Linked DNA regions of Hordeum vulgare: region 1 is linked to region 2. Evidence: chromatin contacts called from public Hi-C data. All regions are on one chromosome and are shown on one strand. The core of a region is the stretch at or near the end of the contact, and the rest is flanking DNA. Distances in the headings are between cores, read along the strand shown. Region 1 holds the start of LOC123444813 (protein EARLY RESPONSIVE TO DEHYDRATION 15-like). Region 2 has its middle 51 kb from the start of LOC123440479.

Region 1 (5,695 bases), core at 220-2,719, 170 kb after region 2:
TGTACTCTATCATCTCAGTTTTTTCTATTTTTGTTTTTGGTCCATCTTGTAGCTTCGAACAACATTTTGGTCCACAGACGGAATGTTTCTGTGGTGCTGAAAACTGCCGAGGGAAGCTGTGATAGGTAAAAAGAATGACTGTCCAAGAGGAGGTACATAGCAGCTCTAACCGAGGGAAGCTGTGGCTCAATGCAAAAGTACATAGAAGGAACTGGAATGTATAGCGAAGATTGATTGAGCAGCGTACCCACTCTTCTTTCAAGTGTGCAGATTTTACTCCGTAACAAGTGTGAATATAGCAGTAGTAGTATAACACTCTTTAGCTAGTTCTTATCACAAGTAGTGTAGTAATTCAGTTTAGTCATTCTGGATTGCAAAGTTGAATCTCTGCTTTTCTCCATCAGAAATGTATACGCAGCATTGTGGTTCATGATCCATCTTTCAACGTTTAAAAGATCACAGCGCCAAAGATGAGGCGACGAAAAATGGAGAACCATTTGCACTGAATAGCCATTGTATCACTGCATCTTATTACAGACTACACCATTTACAGACAACTGTACATACGCAGCGCAATTGACCTTCGCCCGATCTTTGGCTGAAAACTCAAACTACAACGACACAACAAGATTATCCGGAGCAGGAGAGCTCGCAGAACAACTAGGATTACTATTTTTTTCTAGTATATTTTCCTCATTTATGCCAAGATCTCGGTGGATGGACACGGAGCGACGAGATTCGCCGGTCCCTTAGCGAGGCTGCTGGATGGTGCGGGGGCTGAACCTGCCGCCGCCGCCGAGGACCTTAGCAGGCGCCTTCTCCGCGTACTTCGGGACCTCCGGCGGCGAGGCGACGTGCGCCCGCCACCACTTCTCGATCCCCCAGGGCGCCACCTCGCCCCCACTCTTCTTGACGGCGGCTTCTTCCTTCCTCCCCTCTCCCTCTGCTGAGAACCACGGTGGCAGGTTTAACAACAAGGCCAACAACCGTGAAGAAAAGGGTGCAGAGAAGTAGTAGATCTGGGCCGGTCTGGTCACGTACCGTTGCGCGGCAGCGCCGGAGGAGGGAAGAAGGCGTCGCCGTCGTCCGGGCACTCGTCGGCGTCCAGAAGACCCATGTCGCCGTAGTCGCGGAGCCAGCTGTCGCGGAAGGACGGCGAGGAGGCGACGAGGCGCCACCACTCGGGGGAGAAGTCCTCGACCTCCGCCGACGCCGCAGCCTCCACGGGGGCGGGGCGGCACCAGCTCCCCGGCACGAAGGGCTCCGCCCACGGGTTCAGCCTCCCGCCGTTGCTGCCGGTCACCACCTCCATGGTTGCCTGTAGTGCTGTATCGGTTCCTCCTCTTCTTGCCCTCTCGGTTTCGAGCTCACTGGAGTGCTGCTGCGGTGTGGACTGGTGGAGTGGGATGGGATGGGATGGGAATGGACGGTGACAGACAGGTACGGCGTGGGGTGATCACGATATTATAGTGCGCTTCTTGGATCTTTTCTCTTGGCTGGCCGGTCTTATCCGTTGTGGCGTTCTTATCCGTTGCGGTGGCTATTACCACGGGATGCGATGGGTATGGCACGCTGTTTTCCTATCGGCCGTGCTGGTCCCCAACCCCAAGGATCGCATTATTTCCGTGCGCCATACCGTATCAAAGTAATGATCTAAACGTTTTTATATTAATTTACGAAGGGAGTATATGAGATATTTAGGACGTGTTTGGTTCCCGCATCGAGCTTAACCAGATCCGCACAGGAAGGAAGATGCTTGTTTGATTTCCTGGTTTCACTGTTATGTCTGCATCGCACGCTTCTCAAAGCATGGCTCGCTGGAAACGTTCGGATCGACAGTTTCTCGCGAGCCAGGCTGAGCGGCGTGAGGTCGCACGGGCGGGTGCGACGCGAGGGCGAGGGGGATGGCACGAGATGGGAAATCTGGCACGCCATCCCGGCGCCAAATTAGCCTCACCCCTCTTTCTATCCGCTCACCCATAACCACTTTCTTCCCTACTGCCTCACCACCGGCGGCGACTGCGATTTCAGATATGCGCTAGAGGCGGCGGCGGCGGAAAAGGCACCGACGTTTGCGACGGATCTGGTGCTCCCCTTGCTGTTGGCCATGCCCCCCCCCTACGTCGTCCTCGTCTCCGATGTCGGTAAGCAACACCCCCTCCCTCCTTTGTTAGGTCGGTGGTTAGGTCGTTAGGCAAGGTGTAAGATCGATTTCCCACTGAACGAACCATCGATGTCGACTAGGTTATGGACGCACGGATGAGTCTGATATTTCAGGCAGCAACACTGATAAGTGTGATTGAGGCATGGGTCATGTTCATGCACCAGAGAGTTGTTCGTCGTGTTGGGAGACCTTTGATCCGCTATGGTCCAATGTTTATCCGGGATCAAGAGAGGATCCAAAATCTGAACTACATCTGCAACGGCAATGACGTCGAGGCTCTCTGGATGCTTCGAATGAAAAGAGCACCATTTGCCAGGCTTGTCGAGACCTTCAGGATCAGGGGGCTGCTACAAGATAACATCAACACTTGTGTGGAAGAGCAAGTGGCAATGTTCCTCCATGTTGTTGGCCATAAATAAAGGTTCAGGGTCATTCATAACACTTTCAGGAGATCAATGGAGACCATCTCTAGGTACTTCAAGTAGGTGCTTTTTGTTGTTGGGGAGCTTAGAGGAGAGATGATTAGGAGACCATCTGGCCGGACTCCACCCAAGATTTGAGGAAGCCCAAGATGGTATCCATACTTCAAGGTGAGCATTGAAAATTGTTGGGGAACGTCGCATGGGAAACAAAAATTTTCCTACGCGCACGAAGACCTATCATGGTGATGTCCATCTACGAGAGGGGATGAGTGATCTACGTACCCTTGTAGATCGTACAACAGAAGCGTTAGTGAACGCGGTTGATGTAGTGGAACGTCCTCACATCCCTCGATCCGCCCCGCGAACAATCCCGCGATCAGTCCCACGATCTAGTACCGAACGGACGGCACCTCCGCGTTCAGCACACGTACAGCTCGACGATGATCTCGGCCTTCTTGATCCAGCAAGAGAGACGGAGAGGTAGAAGAGTTCTCCGGCAGCGTGACGGCGCTCCGGAGGTTGGTGATGACCTTGTCTCAGCAGGGCTCCGCCCGAGCTCCGCAGAAACGCGATCTAGAGGAAAAACCGTGGAGGTATGTGGTCGGGCTGCCGTGGAAAAGTCGTCTCAAATCAGCCCTAAAACCTCCGTATATATAGGTGGGAGGGAGGGGACCTTGCCTTGGGGCTCAAGGAGCCCCAAGGGGGTCGGCCGAGTCCAAGGGGGAGGACTCTCCCCCCCCCAAACCGAGTTGGACTAGGTTTGGTGGGAGGGAGTCCCCCTTCCTTCCCACCTCCTCCTTTTTTTTTTCTTTCTCTCTTGATTTTCTTCTCCTTGGCGCATAGAGCCTTTTGGGCTGTCCCACCAGCCCACTAAGGGCTGGTGTGCCACCCTCAAGGCCTATGGGCTTCCCCGGGGTGGGTTGCCCCCCCGGTGAACTCCCGGAACCCATTCGTCATTCCCGGTACATTCCCAGTAACTCCGAAAACCTTCCGGTAATCAAATGAGGTCATCCTATATATCAATCTTCGTTTCCGGACCATTCCGGAAACCCTCGTGACGTCCGTGATCTCATCTGGGACTCCGAACAACATTCGGTAACCAACCATATAACTCAAATACGCATAAAACAACGTCGAACCTTAAGTGTGCAGACCCTGCGGGTTCGAGAACTATGTAGATATGACCCGAGAGACTCCTCGGTCAATATCCAATAGCGGGACCTGGATGCCCATATTGGATCCTACATATTCTATGAAGATCTTATCGTTTGAACCTCAGTGCCAAGGATTCATATAATCCCGTATGTCATTCCCTTTGTCCTTCGGTATGTTACTTGCCCAAGATTCGATCGTCAGTATCCGCATACCTATTTCAATCTCGTTTACCGGCAAGTCTCTTTACTCGTTCCGTAATACAAGATCCCGTAACTTACACTAAGTCACATTGCTTGCAAGGCTTGTGTGTGATGTTGTATTACCGAGTGGGCCCCGAGATACCTCTCCGTCACACGGAGCGACAAATCCCAGTCTCGATCCATACTAACTCAACGAACACCTTCGGAGATACCTGTAGAGCATCTTTATAGTCACCCAGTTACGTTGCGAGGTTTGATACACACAAAGCATTCCTCCGGTGTCCGTGAGTTATATGATCTCATGGTCATAGGAACAAATACTTGACACGCAGAAAACAGTAGCAACAAAATGACACGATCAACATGCTACGTCTATTTAGTTTGGGTCTAGTCCATCACATGATTCTCCTAATGATGTGATCCCGTTATCAAGTGACAACACTTGCCTATGGCCAGGAAACCTTGACCATCTTTGATCAACGAGCTAGTCAACTAGAGGCTTACTAGGGACAGTGTTTTGTCTATGTACCCACACAAGTATTGTGTTCCCAATCAATACAATTATAACATGGATAATAAACGATTATCATGAACTAAGAAATATAATAATAACTAATTTATTATTGCCTCTAGGGCATATTTCCAACAGTCTCCCACTTGCACTAGAGTCAATAATCTAGTTCACATCACCATGTGATTCCAACGAATCCAACACCCATATAGTTATGGGGTCTGATCACGTCTTGCTCGTGAGAGAGGTTTTAGTCAACGGTTCTGAAACTTTCAGATCCGTGCGTTCTTTACAAATATTTATGTCATCTTATAGATGTTGCTACTACGTGCTATTCGGAAATGCTCCAAATATCTACTCTACTATACGAGTCCGTTTCACTACTCATAGTTATTCGGATTAGTGTCAAAGCTTGCATCGACGTAACCCTTTACGATGAACTCTTTAACCACCTCCATAATCGAGAAAAATTCCTTAGTCCATTAGTTACTAAGGACAAATTTTGACCGCTGCTAGTGATTCAATCATGGATCACTCTCTGTACCTCTCAACATACTTTGAGTCAAGGCACACATCAGGCGCGGTACACAGCATGGCATACTTTTAGATTCTACAGCTAAGGCATAGAAGACGACCTTCGTCTATTCTCTTTATTCTGCCGTGGTCGGGTTTTGAGTCTTACTCAAATTCACACCTTACAACGCAACCAAGAACTCCTTCTTTACTGATCTATTTTGAACTCCTCCAAAAACTTGTCAAGGCATGCATCTTGTTGAAACTTCTATTAAGCGCTTTTGATCTATCTCCATAGATCTTTGATGCTCAACGTTCAAGTAGCGCAATCCTTTGAAAAACTCCTTTCAAACAACCTTGTATGCTTTACAGAAATTCTACATTACTTCTGATCCACAATATGTCAACCACATATACTTATCAGAAATTCTATAGTGCTCCCACTCACTTCTTTGGAAATACAAGTTTCTCATAAACCTTGTACAAACCCAAAATCTTTGATCATCTCATCAAAGTATATATATTCCAACTCCGAGATGCTTGCACCAGTCCATTGAAGGATCGCTGGAGCTTGCATACTTGCTAGTATCTTTAGGATCGACAAAACCTCCTGGTTGTATCACATACAATGTTTGCTCAAGGAAACCGTCGAGGAAACAATGTTTTGACATCCTACGTGCAATATTTCATAAATAATGCATCAACAACTAACATAATTCTAACAGACCTT
Region 2 (5,830 bases), core at 2,571-5,070:
TGTTCAGAAACCTACTCCGACCACATGTTCGATCACTTGCAGCTGGTATTAAACACAATGTTGGGTAAGCTCCTCGCGATCGCTCGCTATTTAAAGGAGGTAAAACGGCGGGCAAGAATAGCACCACTCTTCTGCTCCCCATCTCCTCCTTCCACCATTTTCTCCATCCTTTTGATGGCATCCTACGAGAAGGAAGAACGATTCTTCGGCATAAAACTCAGTTGGGTGGCTCACCAAGCCCGTCGGATATGAGCCAAGAAACTCGCGACTTCACCTCCCTCGCCTAGCCCGACAGAAAAAGTTGCCGCTCTACGCTGGCGCGTGCTTCACCAACTCACCGCTCCAAGCCAACTCTTGGAGGAGTTACGGGTTGCTCCACACACACACAAAGGAGCATGACGCAACGGGGCATCGTGACTGCCATGGACGAGGCGAGACGTTGTGCCATGTGCCGTCAACATTGGCGGATGCGCTCGGTCGATGGGGAAAGAAATCGGGCACGCAAAGATCGACAAAACGGTGGATGTTCGATGTTGCTGATCCATTGGTTTTTCCTTTCAAGTGTAAAGGGTGATATAGCACAGCGACGGCAAGAATTCCCTTAGTTTGGAACCAAGGTATCGAGCCAGTAGGAAGATCCACAAGACCATGTAAGCAGTACCTGCACATAAACAACAAATCCTCGCAACAAAACGCATGTAGTGGTTGTTAATCCCTCGTGGGTAAGATAAAATGGTAAAATAGATAGATTGATAGATGCAAATAAAGTAACGGCAAATAAAATGCAGAAAGGTGTTTTAGGGTTTTTGATAATATAGATCCAAAAATAAAAGAGAAAATAAATTGGAAACGTGAATAGAAAAATAGATAGATGATGAGAATTAGACCAGGGCGGCGTAGGTTTCACTAGTGGCTTCTCCCAAGAAAATAGCATACGGTGGGTAAACAAATTACTATTGGAAAATTAATAGAAGAACGAATAATTATGACGATATCCAAGACAATGATCATGTATATAGGCATCACGTCCAAGACAAGTAGACTGACTCCTGTCTGCATCTACTACTATTACTCCACACATCGACCGCTATCCAGCATGCATCTAGTGTATTAAGTTCATGAAAAAATGGAGTGACGCTTTAAGAATGATGACATGATGTAGACAAGATCTATTCATGTAGGAATAGACCCCATCGTTTTATCCTTAATAGCAACGATACATGCGTGTCATGTCTCCTTCTGTCACTGAGATTGAACACCGCAAGATCGAATCCATCACAAAGCACCTCTTTCCATTGCAAGATGAAAAGATCAAGTTGCCCAAACAAAACCCAAATATGGAAGAAGAAATACGAGACAATAATAATCAAGTATGGATATAATTTCATAGATCTGATCATAAACTCATATTTCATCGGATCCCAACAAACACACCACGAGAGAAAGAGTTACATCAAATAGATTTTCAAGAGTCCATTGTATTGAGAAGCAAAATGAGATACAAAGCCATCTAGCTATTACCTACGGACCCGTAGGTCTGATATGAACTACTCACGCATCATCGGAGGAGCACTAATGAGGATGATAAACCCCTCCGTGATCGGGTTCCCCTCCGACAAGGTGCCGGAAAGGGATCTAGATTGGACCTCGTGGCTTCTGGAACTTGCGACGGCTGAAACGATTTTTCGCCGACTCCTCTAGGGTTTCTGGAATATCTGGGTATTTATGGAGTCAAGAGACGGTGGAGGAGGTGCCCGAGGCCCCCACTACCCACCAGGGCGCGCGAGGGGCCCAAGGCGTGCCCTGGTGCCTAGTGGGCCACCCTGGCCTCCCCTGGTGAGCTTCCTTGGTTCTCACTTTTCCTTCTGGTTCAAACAAATCTCCCAAAAGTTTTGTAGCATTTGGACTTCATCTGATATTGATTTTCTGTGACGGAAAAAAACAAGTAAAAAATAGCAATTGGCACCGGGCACTATGTCAATAGGTTAGTTCCAAAAATTATATAAAGTTGCTATAAAATAATTGTAAAACATTCAAGAATGATAATATAACAACATGGAACAATCAAAAATTATAGATACGTTGAAGATGTATCATTGGGTAGCACGTCCACATCCGCTGCCAACATTGAGGGAAAGTAAAACATGGGAGACATGTGTCGCTTTGGTCCGAGGAAGGCTACTGTCGACGCGTCGCCGGCGTGCGCAGCCGGTGACTTGCTCGGCTCAACGCAAAGCATCGTGGAACCACACATCGGCTTCATGGAAACAAAGTAGGCACGCTTCCTCTTCAGGTGAAGCACCCCCTTTCCCACTTCAATGAGCGGCGCAGCTGGACATAGGGAAGATACAAGGGAAGAATATGTCTCTGGGGCCCTCGCGGTTTGATGAGAGGGCTGCCGGACATGGAAAAGACAAAGGGATCAACTGTGGCTGACCGTAGACTAGTATATTGTATCTATGTCATAGGAGTGGGGTTTTACGCGGCCAGACGTGCACATAATTTTATGTTTTTTAGTTAAAATATATTTAAAATGTAAATATTTTCGTTCGGTTTATATGAAACCCATTTTGTATGCAAGAATTTCGTTTGGTTAATTTAGTTAGTTGTTGATTGGTTGGCGGTGTATCCATGGAAAAATGCCAAAGAAAATTTATAAGTCATCGTTGAAGATGACGTAATTAGCATACTAGCCGCACAGAGAGCTTCCATAGAAATCTCTGCCAGCTTATAAAAAGGGTGCACTTGCGTGCTGCACAAATTGAAGATGGAGGAAGAAAAAACTTTTTGGATGAAAGAACTGTACGTAATGTACGTACTTAGTCCTAGAGCTGCATTGACCAGGGCAGATCGAATACACAAGCCGGCCCAAGGAGCGCACTGATCACCGCGCTGCGCTGCCCGTGCGTGCAATATTCTGCAGGGTCAACGGCTGAGCCTCGCGACGGGTCCGGCGGCCATGGATCGCGTGAGAGGCTCGTCGGTCGATATACTCGGCTACATGCACGCCCGCCCCTCGTTGCGTCGTCTCTGTCCAAGACACAGCATGGATGCAATGATCAACCTTGGGATCAGGCCACCGAATTCAGGGGGCCTCCGGCCGCCGGACCGATGCGCGCACCCCGCGCACATGGTCCCTCGATGCTCGCACCGTAGGCTGGCCCATGATCCGAGGAGCGCGATCGATGATGCTTCGATCCGGTGCTCATCGTCACGTACCGGCCGGTGCTGCAAGTCAGAAGAATTCCGCTCGAACGCCGCACACAAATCGCTGCGTTCGTCCTCCGTGCGTGCGTGCAAGCCTGTCGTTAGTTACGTGGGTTAGTTTAGGTTAATCACGATTCCCGTGGGGGCTCGCTGCTCGCATCTGAACTTCTGAATTAGAATTTGGGTGTAAGCTTGCACCTTCCAGTCAAATACTATTTTTGTGTGAGATTGCAACTTCCGGTGAAAGGAATTGTGCAAAGTTATTATCATCTGTCGCAGCAGTTTATCAAGTTTTCAGTGCAGTAAAGGTCACAGCATGCATAAGCTTGTTTATGTTCATCCCAGTGCCTTGGACAAATTTCTCGTCAGACAAAATATGCATGATATATGGTGGTCGACGAACTAAGAATGAGTTTTGAGTTGATGCCTCTTGTTACTAGGAGTGTTTACTAGTTTAGTTCATATTGCACCTGCAGTCAACCCTGCCCTTTTCAACTCCGAGAATGAGTATGAATTGATACCTCGGCAAGAGTAGCCACGGGCACGATCGATGCACGCCTTCCAAAATGGCATCGATCGAGACGCAGCCATTGCTGGTCCACACGTATACACGGAGCCTTATCCTTTCGCAGCACGGCAAACTGTAATGACACCATACACCTCTCATTGCGAATACATTATAGTAGTATGCATCTTGAAAAGTTGACTAAACCCATGAATCCATGATCATAAGAGCAACTCCAACTGACCCATTTCGTCCGCTACGATCTTTTTGCATCACCGCACACAAAAGTAAAGGCCTAATACGTCGATCCATTTCTAAAACGCATTCGTTATTCATTCATGATGACTCATTTCGGGTTTAAATTTAAAGTTAAAATGCGTCGGTGCGGATGATGCGGGCCTTCTCATGTCCACGCCCGTCAACATGTGACACCCGGTCAAAACCATCATCGTCTTATTAATGACGACCATCTACCACGGATCCACGCGTCACCCATCCCCGGACGTCTTTTTTTAATTCGAACGTGAAAGGGGGAGGGGGTCATCCTCTTCCAGAATTTCAGAATACAAAACAAATCACTCGTCCGTTTTTATCGCGCAATTGGAGTTGCTCTAAACAACTCCCTAGGTATTTTGCCTTGCCTATAATCGGCCGGGAGACACGGTAAATAATACGTAGGATCAGAACATAGCACAACAATTTCAGTAAGTACGCAGTAGTATCGATGACTACCTTCGCCAACAGAAAAGTAGTGTCCATGAAGATATTGTTGGATCAATCGATGTTACTTTGCATGATTTCAGTTAGTTTGGATGGTTTGCTTGCTAGGATAGCTCACCTTCGAGTGATCTATAAGGCTGTCTTTGACCGGCTGGATTCGATTAATAGTCGGTCCTTCGTTGCCGACAATTTGAAGACCGAGATCAGTTGGGCCTTTAGCCCCCTGTAGCTGCGTGAGAAAAACAGAATGAGGGCTGATTTGCGGCTTCACATATATCTCAACTACTAAAACTGCTAGTATAATGGCATGCGTTGTTACGGATCATGTATATATTTGGCCCAATTGCAGACATAATCATAGTGCATGTCAAAATTTGCATGCATAAAAGTTATATCATGTACTCTAATGATCCAAGTAATTGTCTCTTACAAACTAAGATCTATTTGATGTGTTTAAGATATTTTTATACAATGTGAAGAATATTGTCTTGAGCTTCATTGCATCACACAATGTGAGCCGCACCCTCATTTTGGTGAGTTGTAAATTATAGGCTATCTATAGATCATTTGATTGGTGTTTTTTTCTAGAAATGACTTGTTATGTTATGTGGCATTGATGTCAACATATAGAAGCTTCTCATTTCTACTTTTCTTATGGGAAAAAACCAGCCATTCCTTTCACTCATGCACCACTCAACCGTCTTCTACTCTGCCCGCACAACCAACCAGCCATCGATTTTCGCTGCATCTCATCTCCCTGCCACAATGTTGTCCTCGCCATCTCTCCCACGCACTTCCCCTCCATGCCATGGCGTAGCTCGCGCACTCGTTTCCCCACCACCTCCCCTCTCATTCATGGTGTCGCCAGCCCCCTCCTCTCCCTGCCACTATATGGCCTGCCTCCTTCTCCTCCTAACAACTTCTCGCGCCGCCACCTCGGCACCGAGAGCTTGCCCACTGGTCTAGAAACATGGGTAGCTAGATCCACCAGGAAGGTGCAAAAGGGACCACAAACCTCGATTAGTTCTAGCCATAGAGCTGACCCGTTCATATGTGGGTTCGACAACCTGATGCACAGTGGTGTGGCACTACGAATTGGGATATACCTTCATGTTCGAGGCTGCTCACCCGAGGCCGATTTCCAATGTGAAAGTGCATGTAGTTCCCATGTGTGGTTTTGGTAATTGATGACAATCCTAATGAACTAATGTTTTCATTGAGTTATACATTTGAAGGAATGTTCTATTTGCAATGCATGAAGAATGAACAATATTGGATGAACTGAAGTATGTTTGTTCCATGAAGATGCAAGAAGGAGCTCGAATGAATTCTAAATGAATGCCATATACATATTGGTGTGCATGCACCAAGGATGAGCTCAATGATTGAATCAAATAT

The links. A called contact is a pair of places that touch in the nucleus more often than the background predicts.
Region 1: a Hi-C map of leaf shows a contact between it and region 2, with 3 times the contacts expected there. The contact joins the promoter of LOC123444813 here to the enhancer-like site in region 2. A contact is called at or near these places in 2 of 6 Hi-C or Micro-C datasets (leaf and seedling).

The regions. Positions count from the first base shown.
Region 1 is chr3H:539,146,628-539,152,322 of MorexV3_pseudomolecules_assembly, forward strand. It overlaps LOC123444813 (protein EARLY RESPONSIVE TO DEHYDRATION 15-like), which reads right to left and starts at 1,470. Exons shown (of 2, transcript XM_045121664.1): 1 at 1,042-1,470; 2 at 497-943. The coding sequence starts at 1,312. The coding sequence ends at 750. It overlaps LOC123444812 (histone-lysine N-methyltransferase ASHR3-like), which reads left to right. Exons shown (of 8, transcript XM_045121660.1): 8 at 53-664. The coding sequence ends at 122.
Region 2 is chr3H:538,974,166-538,979,995 of MorexV3_pseudomolecules_assembly, forward strand. No RefSeq gene overlaps it. Among protein-coding and RNA genes, the nearest start is that of LOC123440479, 51 kb to the left of the region's middle. Within about 2 kb of position 3,821, at least 1 of the 3 cell types and tissues checked has open chromatin away from gene starts, as enhancers often do. A contact at or near this core is called in leaf, where this site is marked.